2 separate regions of the Salmo salar genome follow, and region 1 is linked to region 2. Evidence: chromatin contacts called from public Hi-C data. All regions are on one chromosome and are shown on one strand. Each heading gives the region's core, a stretch centred on a gene start, on an enhancer-like site or on the middle of the called end of the contact. The rest is flanking DNA. Distances are from core to core; before and after follow the strand shown.

Region 1 (4,923 bases), core at 1,800-4,299, 33 kb after region 2:
AGACGGATGGGAAATGTTAGCTCAGCCAAAGCCGTTCTCAGGCGTTTCACCACCACCTTTGACCCCCCAAAGGCAAGACTGAGTAATGCAAAGCATCCCTTTTCCCCTCCATCTCCAAGACATGATGAGCCACCCACATAAATGGACATGTGGTGGAGAGGCCGGTCAGGGCGCCTCCATTTTAGGTTCTGGCTTTGTCTTCTAAGAAAAGGCACCTAGAATCTAGGGAGATATTCTAGGTCAACTCTGAGTTCTATTTAAGCATGTCGTCCTCTCTGTCACATGGTCTTGGGGACTAGGCTAACCTCCCCCCCCTCTTTTCCATCTCCAACTAGGTAAATGCACTTCATTTATGTTCAATGTTCCTTATCAATGTCCATTTAGGATGTACTTATCATCATTTGAACAGGCCAATACGTTCCAATTGACCAATATAGATGGCACCAAACCTGTGCCAAACATCTCTAATCCCTTTACAACTTCCTACCCATAAAGATCTGTAATACTGTAACATGGACTTCTGCTCTCCATTCACTTGCAATAAAATGAGGGTGTTGTTTGCTAGGTGTAAGTCCACGCATCCTTCAAGGTTATAGCCTAGATTAAAGTACCCTAAAAGTGACTTCACTATCGGGCAGCCAAAGTGTTCAGCTCCTTCAGATTCCACAGAGGCTAAATCTAAGAGTGGCAGGAGTCAACTAAGTACTACGAACCCCCAAAACATTTGCCTTCTAGTGTTTTTAGATATGGCCAGCTTGTACCAGGCAGGTACAAGCTGGCCACTTAATCACACTTAATCAGAATTCGGTCAAAGAGGCTGTGTGGCAAAGTCAAAGAAAAGCCCTACTGATTATGTTTGATGTTACAGTGAACTGAACTGAGTTGTAGACCAAAATGTAGCTCTAAGTCTTTCCACACATCCTGCTTTCCCCCAGTCTGAGTTAGACTGGTTTGAGCAATATTCAAATTGGGAAAGAAGGGCTGTTCTGTAAACAGACCAACTGGCAGAAGCCTAAAAAGCTCAGTGACTGCAGCTCTGCCGACTGAGGGGTTTCCCTCTATTGCATCATGTCCTGGAGTTGGACAACTCAACACACACAAGCCCTGTTTTTGGTTATTATTTTAATTACGCAATAGAGCTAGTCCCATTAAGAGCCCATGGGAACAAGCAACTTTATACAGACTGGCGGAAAATACCTGAATTAAACCACCTGATATAATTGGTGTAATTACATCTAAATAGGATTTGAGTGTTTTGTTATAGTATAGATTTTGCAAGAAATATATAAATAGAAAATATATTTGTACTGACTGGGAGATGACTGTAACACAATCTGCTTAGGCTATCGGAAATCATGTACAGGCTCGTGTTAAACATGAAACATATGGCCGGTGAAAACCTCAGGGCACAAGTCTTGATTGGCAACACCTGCTTTTACTTTGCAACAGGTCAATCAAATACAAATACCTCTAGATTTAAAAAAAAAATACATGTGATATTCCTAATTGTTAAATATCAAGGCACATGCTTGCAGATCTTTGTCTATGAATTAATTCTGCAAACTTTCCCCAGCCCTTATGAAAGACCATGATTCTATTCATTCTCCTCCTCTCATTCTACTGCGTAGCTTACTAGTGCATAGCTATTATGTCATATGCCATACCACCCCTCAGCCCACCCCCCCAAAAAAACTCTATGGACTGCTTATAGATGTGTAATAACATGATTATAACTATCCTTTATGCCAAAATTCCAGGACATCTAGTTTTGACCAAATATTTATCACATAAAATGACTAATGGCATAGAATGGAGGCAAATGCAAGACATAGCTAGTAATCCCTCTTGTTCCAAGTTCCAGAGAAAAGCTACACGTGACGGGAACATCCTCGCCAGGCACATGGAATGTCTGAGGGTCTGACTTACAACACGACAAAAGGAGGTCACCGATAGGAACGAAATCAATAACTTGCCTGCACCAGTAGACCATTTATTGCACTGAAATAAATCAAAAAGTTATATTCGTTTTCAGTATACTTTGCCTTTAATTAACCTACCTGTATATTATTAGACGTATCAACGCTATTAATGACAACTTCATAAATAAAATATAGGTCACACACCTGCTATTTAGATTTAGCAACATGTCAATAAACCAAATATTTAAATAAATATGAAACAAATATTTTTAAGTAAAGAAAGAAAAAACATGTTTTAAACTACAATAACTCCAGACAATGCTCTTCACAGCAAGAGGCCACCCCCCAAAACGGTTTGATATTCCAATCTATTGCACAGTGGATTTACTACCCATCCATTGAACAAATACCATGAGGGAAAAACGCCCGACCTGACATTGAGCGCATTGAGCAATGTGAATCGGCTTCTCTTTACAACAGCATCCACCACTTTACAATATAGTGCCTTGATTAAAACGGAGAATTTGCTAAGCTTGAGGAATATACAGTATGAATGAATACATGGGAAAGGGAACTGGTTTCAAATAAACCACAATGACTACAAATAACTCAAAGTCACACACACAGTGGCTGTCTACCGGTAGGGGCGAGTCGCCCGCATGTGAACAATACCCATACCTAAAAGCAAAATGAGAATCTGAATCCGCAACAGTGTTGCACTTTTAAACAAATATCAAATTCTAAATAATTCATTATCCAGCATTCAATCCAATCTAACATTTACGCACAGAATTAAGCACATCAACAGGACTCCAACGTACCTTTTAAGAACAAGTGACGTGTCTCCAGCTAAAAAAATGCACAATGCCGGACACAAAGCAATCGCCTTCCGCAGTTGAAGTTGGCTCGTATCCTCTATTTCGTTCAACAGAAATGGTCAAATAGCTAGATGTTTCATTTGTCTGAGAGAATTTAAAAAAAAGCTTTCGGGCGCAGCTCTAGCTCCTCTTACTTGCTCTGAGGTCAGTCTGTCTGGTTGTAGCTTACAAGAAGCAGTGTCTCCCCCTTTTGCATTGAGTCCCGACTGTTATGTTGGGCGCTTGCTCCAGTTTCTCTCCCTCTCCCCTCTAGAATGTGTGTTAGTGGGTCAGTGGTTGCGTAACAGCTCATAGGCTGCCTCGTCACGTCTTTTTTGTTGGCGCGCGCGCTCCCTGTTTGCCCCCACGGTACAGATCCCTATTGCTTCGACCTGATGCAACACAATTTGGCAGGACCGGGCCACCGGACCAGTAGTATCTGAATTGACTAGCGCCAGACAGAATCAGAATGAGATTTCGGTCAAAGATTTGGTTAGGTTGCCCAAAGGGCGAGGTGAAGACAAATAGCCTAAAGTTTGTTTAGCCTACCTGTGCGTGTGTGTACACGTTTTATTATATTGTAAGTACCAGAAGTCCTCACAAGAATAGTAAACCAACAACAATTCAGAGAAGTGAGGCCATTTTGCTTTACTTGCAAAAATGGTATTTTAGGTTTAGGGTTTACAGTTAGAATTATGTTTAGGGTTGGGGTTAGGATTAAGTTTAGGATTTAGGTTTACATTTAGGGTTTGGGATTACTTTTAGGGTTAGCGGTTAGGGAAAATAGGATTTTTAATGGAAATCAATTGTTCGTCCCCAAAAAGTCCTCACAAGGTGTGTGTGTTTGTGTGCAAGATACAACATTCTATACAAGATATGCCATACCATATGTGATTGAAGTGTATCATTGCATTGTGTGTGTGTTATTATAGGTGTGTGTGCATAAAATAGCCAGGATGGGGGCATAGAGAGAGAATTAACGCAAGGACGAGGTCATCAGCCTCATCACACAATTAATTACACAACTAAAATTACATCACAGCTACAACCTGCTATTGTTTCAAGGGTGCGTCCCAAATGGCACCCTATTCCCTATATATTGCAAAACTTTTTACCCCATAGGGCTCTGGTCAAAAAAGGTGCACTACATAGGGAAAAGGGTGCATTGGGATGCAACGCAAGTCATTTTTCATAGCAAAAGCACTCAGAGCTGAGAGAGAGATATATTGTATAAGAAAAAGTGTTTATCCCAATTCAGCTCGCTTCAATATACATTCAAACTAAACTCATCAATCATTACATTTACATTACATTTAAGTCATTTAGCAGACGCTCTTATCCAGAGCGACTTACAAAATGGTGCATTCACCTTATGATATCCAGTGGAACAACCACTTTACAATAGTGCATCTAAATCTTTTAAGGGGGGGGGGTTAGAAGGATTACTTTATCCTATCCTAGGTATTCCTTAAAGAGGTGGGGTTTCAGGTGTCTCCGGAAGGTGGTGATTGACTCCGCTGTCCTGGCGTCGTGAGGGAGCTTGTTCCACCATTGGGGTGCCAGAGCAGCGAACAGTTTTGACTGGGCTGAGCGGGAACTGTGCTTCCTCAGAGGTAGGGGGGCCAGCAGGCCAGTGTCATAACGGGCTTGAGTGTTCAAATTAATCACTCTAGATAAAATAATGAGATTAGTCAATAAATCCCTAACTTCGTCCTATTAGGTGATGTGTTATACATCTTAAACATGTATAATCCTCAAAATGATGCTTATAACCATATCATTAATCTGTTTTTTTTGTATATGCTTCCCCCCTTTTGAGGGTTATATATAGCATCACAAACTTCTACCTTTTTGGATATATACAATTGCAGTCGGAAGTTTACATACACTTAGGCTGGACTCATTAAAACTAATTTTTCAACCACTCCCCAAATTTCCTCTTAACAAACTATAGTTTTGGCAAGTCAGTTAGGACATCTACTTTGTGCATGACACAAGTCATTTTTCCAACAATTGTTTACAGACATATTATTTCATTCATAATTCACTGTATCACAATTCCAGTGGTTCAGAAGTTTACATACACTAAGTTGAATGTGCCTTTAAACAGCTTGGAAAATTCCAGAAAATGATGTCATGGCTTTAGA
Region 2 (5,052 bases), core at 2,147-4,646:
CCTCCTAGTCTGGAGGGAGAACTACAACAAAAGAAAAGGGTGGAAATGGAATTGTGCCCCACTGGAACCATGGCGTAGTCACTGTAACTGAGCTAGCTGCTGATGCTTGGTAGAAATGCACATTTAAGCCTTTCATTGGCCACAGCCTGAGAACTTGCATTGTGAACACCATTATGAAGCTTCTGCACCAGGACGTGGTTGACTCATCATTGGAAAGGAGATTCTTTTGATACTCATGGATTCAAGGATGGGACTAGATGCATTCCAGGAGGTTCCATATTGAAGGATTGAAAACCAAGAGAGAGAAGTATGCCAAGAGGTGCCGTTTTGAGGGGATAAGTATGTGGAAGATGGAGTACTCAGAGATTGAAACTGAACAGGTGAATTGAAGTGATGCAAGCAGACATTTTGTGGCCTTGTATCCACTTCAGTGGATTGAAGCCATATGGATGTCAATGGAAGACATGAGAAATCAACCACACGTTCCAGAGCGACCATTTTTATTTCCTACACAAAACTAACACCAGCTAATGTCAACAAATATGCTATGTCACTTTAGAATGTTGACCAGTGTATCTAACCAACACTCCAAATGCACTGCACGTCATTAATTTAGCTCCGAACAGCAAAGACTATTATCAACACAAGTGACTATGCATCTACTTATTTGTAAAGAGAAGGAAAGTGGAGGAAGGAAAACTCCCCTTCTACTCTAAATAGGTGTGTTATCTTCCAACAGAAAGGGCATGCAGGTCATTGACCCTGGGTCGATGGAAGTGCCCAACATGATTGAGTGGGGTGTGTAGGTCTCACATAATGATGCAGTCTGTATGGGCTGAGGGGATGACCATTCACATGGTCCAAACCCCTGGGTACGCGGTTCTAAGATTTCAGAAAGTCAGGAAGGAAAGGCGCGTTTAAGTATTGGAGCAGGGTGTGTTCTATAGGCTTTAGATATACACATATATACATACACACACACACAGACCGAGACAGAAATTAATAACAGTAGATATGATAGTGTTATTAGCAATATGTATGTAGACCAGATCGTTTCAGTAATTATTCTCAATGCTATTTCAGTGTTTCAGCTTTGAGCGAGGGTTTTTATTTTTTACAAATTATAAAGTGATATTTGTTTAATTTTTATGAGTCTGAATTGTTCAATGGAGGGAGGTGCAGTGCCTGGTAAATGTACAGTATGTTTAATGTCTTAACTATAATGGGAAGATGGCACTTTAAGTCTCTTATCAGACAGTTATTTTGAATGTCAAATTAAGGATATAAACAGTGTACAGAACATTAAGGACTCTTTCCAAGGCTGACCAGGTGAAAGATATGATCCCTGATGTCACCTGTTAAATCCACTTCAATCAATGTAAAGGATTTTTAAGCGTTGAGACAATTGAGACGTGGATTGTGTATGTGTGCCATTCAGAGGGTGAATGGCAAGACACAAGATCTAAATGCCTATGAACAGGGTATGGTAGTAGATGCCGGGGCACACAGGTTTATGTCAAGAACTGCAACGCTGCTGGGTTTTTCACACTAAACAGTTTCCTGTGTGCATCAAGAATGGTCCACCAACCAACTTGACATAATTGTGGGAAGCATTGGATGCAACATGGGCCAGCATCCCTGTGGAACACTATTGACACCTTGTAGAGTCCATGCCCTGACGAATTGAGGCTGTTCTGAGGGCAAAAGGGGGTGCAACTCAATATTAGGAAGGTGTTGTTACTGTTTTGTACACTGTTTTCTATACGTGACTACAGGCTTTCTGAAGAAATGCAGAAAAAGAGAGCGGAGGAGGGAGAGGGTTTCCCCCAAGCAATGTCTGATACCCCCCGTGGTTAAAGGCCCATTTGATTTCAGTGGGGACATGAATATACAAGAATGACTATTGAATGTGGATGTTGAAAGACACACAGAATGTGATGGTGTTATTTATGGTGAATTCATTAGCCAGTGTGAGGGCAGTGGGTGGTTGGTGAATGTGGGTATTGCTGATAGTGTTGTGAAGTGTAGAACTGTTTATAAGTCAGATGGGGAGACAACAGAGAACAAGCATGAATTTACATTTTGTGCTGCTTAAGATTTAGCTGAAACTCCTATCAGTGTTTTATTCGGAGAGCCATTTGTCGTGTGTGTACATTTTACTGAACTTGTGAGGACCAGAAGTCCTTACTAGAATAGTAAACCAACAAAACTTTAGAGAAGTGAGGACATTTGGCCGGTCGTCACTTATAAAAAGGCTATTTTGGGGTTGGGGTTAGGGAAAATAGGATTTTGAATGGGAATCAAAATTTTGTTGGTCCCCAAAATGTCCTCACAAGTATAGTAAGACATAGTTGGGTGTTTTTAATTCAAGCACTTTTCTTTCAATGTCACTTTGTTTTAAACTATGGGATATTAATTAATAAAGATTAATATACTCAACTCATGTTGACTTTGCATTATATCTTACACACTAGTCACCTAGTCCATGCTATTTGTCACCTAGTCCATGCTATTTGTCACCTAGTCCATGCAAAAAATAAAGCTTTATTTTACATGATAGTTATGATAGGGTAGGAACATTAGTTTTGGTCAGTCTTTCCCCTGGGACTATAAATAGGGAGGGACCGGTTAAAAAGTAAACAAAAAAGCGTTCCTTAGACCTATGCAGGTGAGCATGTTTGTACCTGAAGTTTGTAGAGACTGTGGTGTCGTTGCTATGCTGTGTCAGAAAACCATTTGGAGAACTATGCTGTTTGAAGAAATGTTTTGGGTGTGGTAAGTTAATTGCACTGTGTTTACTTCGATTGTTAGTGTTTTTGTTTATTTAGTTTGACAGACTATTGCATTATTTATTGCTTTATCAGTTAAAATACATTACTATCACTGCAGTAGTATCTTTGTTTGAAGTTTATTCTGTTTTATAGAGATGTGATATTGAACCTGTCCTCCATTGAAATGCGGTGGCTGACTGAGCGTTGGGCTGAATAAATTATGTATGACATTTGGGTTATGCTCTTTCTCGCCACATGGTGGCACTACAGTCTGAGTGGAACTATGAAACCAATAGGGCCGGCCGGGGTCAAGTATTATTTGACAAAGATCCAAATGGATATTGAAATGTATCGGTGTAGTAACATACCCCCACATCGCAAACCATGCCTTCCCAAACTGTTTACACCCCTTTTGTTGGCAATTCTACACCGTTTTCCATGTCTTATGTATGTTCATATGATACTAGGGGTCGAAGCCCGACTTAGTTCACCCACATTTTTATATTTTTAGTCTTGAATTGTGGTCCATATTGCCCCTGTTCTGGGTCCGGTTCTGGCCAGCGGTCCGCTTGTTGAATAGGGAGGGGTGATAGCAGACTGGTCTGCCGAGTCTGCTGACTCCAGTCTGTATTTCAACCACTAGTGGGCAGAAAAGCTTTATAAAGTCTATTGGAGACAAAGAACAATGAAGAGAATGTAAGACTGTTCCAAATCCATTTCAACACCACTGGAATGTACATGCACTGAGTTCACAAAACATTAAGAACCTGCCCTCAGAACAGCCTCAGTTCATTGGGGCATGGACTCTACAAGGTGTTGAAAGCATTGTCAAGTTTGCTGGATGGCCTTTGGTTGGTGGACCATTCTTAATACACACAGGAAACTGTTGAAAGTGAAATCCATCAGCGTTGCAGTTCTTGACACAAACCAGTGTGCCTGGCACCTGCTACCAAAACCCGTTCAAAGGCACTTCGATCTTTTGTCTTGCTTATTCTCTCTCTGAATGACACACACACACACACACACACATCAATTTCTCAACTGTCTCGAGGCTTAAAAATCCTTCTTTAACCTGTATCCTCCCCTTCATCTACACTGATTTGAAGTGGATCTAACTATTGACATCAATAAGGGAACTTAGCTTTCACCTGGTCAGTCTGTCATGGAAAGAGCAGGTGCTCTTAATGTTTTGTACACATTATGAAGCTATAAATCTTGAAATGTGCACTTTTCCCAGCCTTATCATTGTGCTGCCTAAACAAACATCAACAGACAGACACACCACAACCACAACCCCATGAGGGAATGTGGAGTGCACTGTGATCTAACCACTTTGTTCAGCACTGGCTGTTCTTTTTAATTATACCAGAGAGGACAGACTGAAAAAGGGCGAGTCTGGATTTAACTCATGTTTTCTAAAATGGCTGACGGCAAGCACAGCCATAGCATTAAAATGACCAATACACGATGTGAAAGTGATATTGTCCTATTACATCATCCTTCTGGTTTCTGTCCCCTAATCTTTTGAATGGGCTTGATGATTATATCAAATTCAGGAAAAATCTGTAATTTAATAAAAAACATATTTGTGTCTGGATGAATTTACATCTGCCAGATGCCTTTTATGAAGTTTTGCCACCGAAGTCTATTGCGCAACGTTTTTGCACATTGAATACAATTCAAAAAGCATACAAAAGTTCAAAAACGACAAGGCTATTAACTCAAAAAACGATGTGTCTCTTTCATACCGTATTCAAAAAGAAGCCAAAAGACTAGTCAGTCAGTTGACGTCAATATTCCATAATTGAAATCATCATGACAACGATAAGCTGAAGGCCATGGGGAAGGAGAAAGAACGACATCCGTCTCAGCCACTCTCCCTCCTTCTCCACTCTGACCTTCTCATCGTGGATACCAAACAGAGGTCAAAGTGACAGATGCTCATGTGAGCCCTTTATAGATAGAAATATACCCAATGACCGTCCGTCAGGGCCGAGACATCACACGCCTCTTCTAAGTATCCACCCCAAATAAGGAAATAAGGGCCTCCCTTCCCCCCGGTGACCGCTGTCTGGCGACCGCAGCATTCCAAATGTCGTGACCCTGTCTAGCACATTCCTTGTGTGGGGGGGTGGTGGTCCTTCTCGGTGGTGGTTGATGTTGTTGTGGTCTTCACAGGGCCTCATTACCATGAACCAGGCCTCCAGTTTAACCTCTGAACTCTCATCGTGTGTGTGGATGTAAAACATTGGTTTAGGTTAGCTAGGGTTAGGGTTGTGTA

What was found. A called contact is a pair of places that touch in the nucleus more often than the background predicts.
Region 1: a contact with region 2 is called in a Hi-C map of muscle, with 8 times the contacts expected there. The contact joins the promoter of LOC106589527 here to the enhancer-like site in region 2. A contact is called at or near these places in 3 of 3 Hi-C or Micro-C datasets (blood, gill and muscle).

Annotation. Positions count from the first base shown.
Region 1 is chrssa02:63,863,837-63,868,759 of Ssal_v3.1, forward strand. It overlaps LOC106589527 (filaggrin-2), which reads right to left and starts at 3,050. Exons shown (of 2, transcript XM_014179625.2): 1 at 2,741-3,050.
Region 2 is chrssa02:63,830,520-63,835,571 of Ssal_v3.1, forward strand. It overlaps LOC106589534 (ral guanine nucleotide dissociation stimulator-like 1), which reads left to right. Exons shown (of 19, transcript XM_045707682.1): 19 at 1-2,439. Among protein-coding and RNA genes, the nearest start is that of LOC106589534, 19 kb to the left of the region's middle. Within about 2 kb of position 3,397, at least 1 of the 13 cell types and tissues checked has an H3K27ac peak or open chromatin away from gene starts, as enhancers often do. A contact at or near this core is called in muscle, where this site is marked.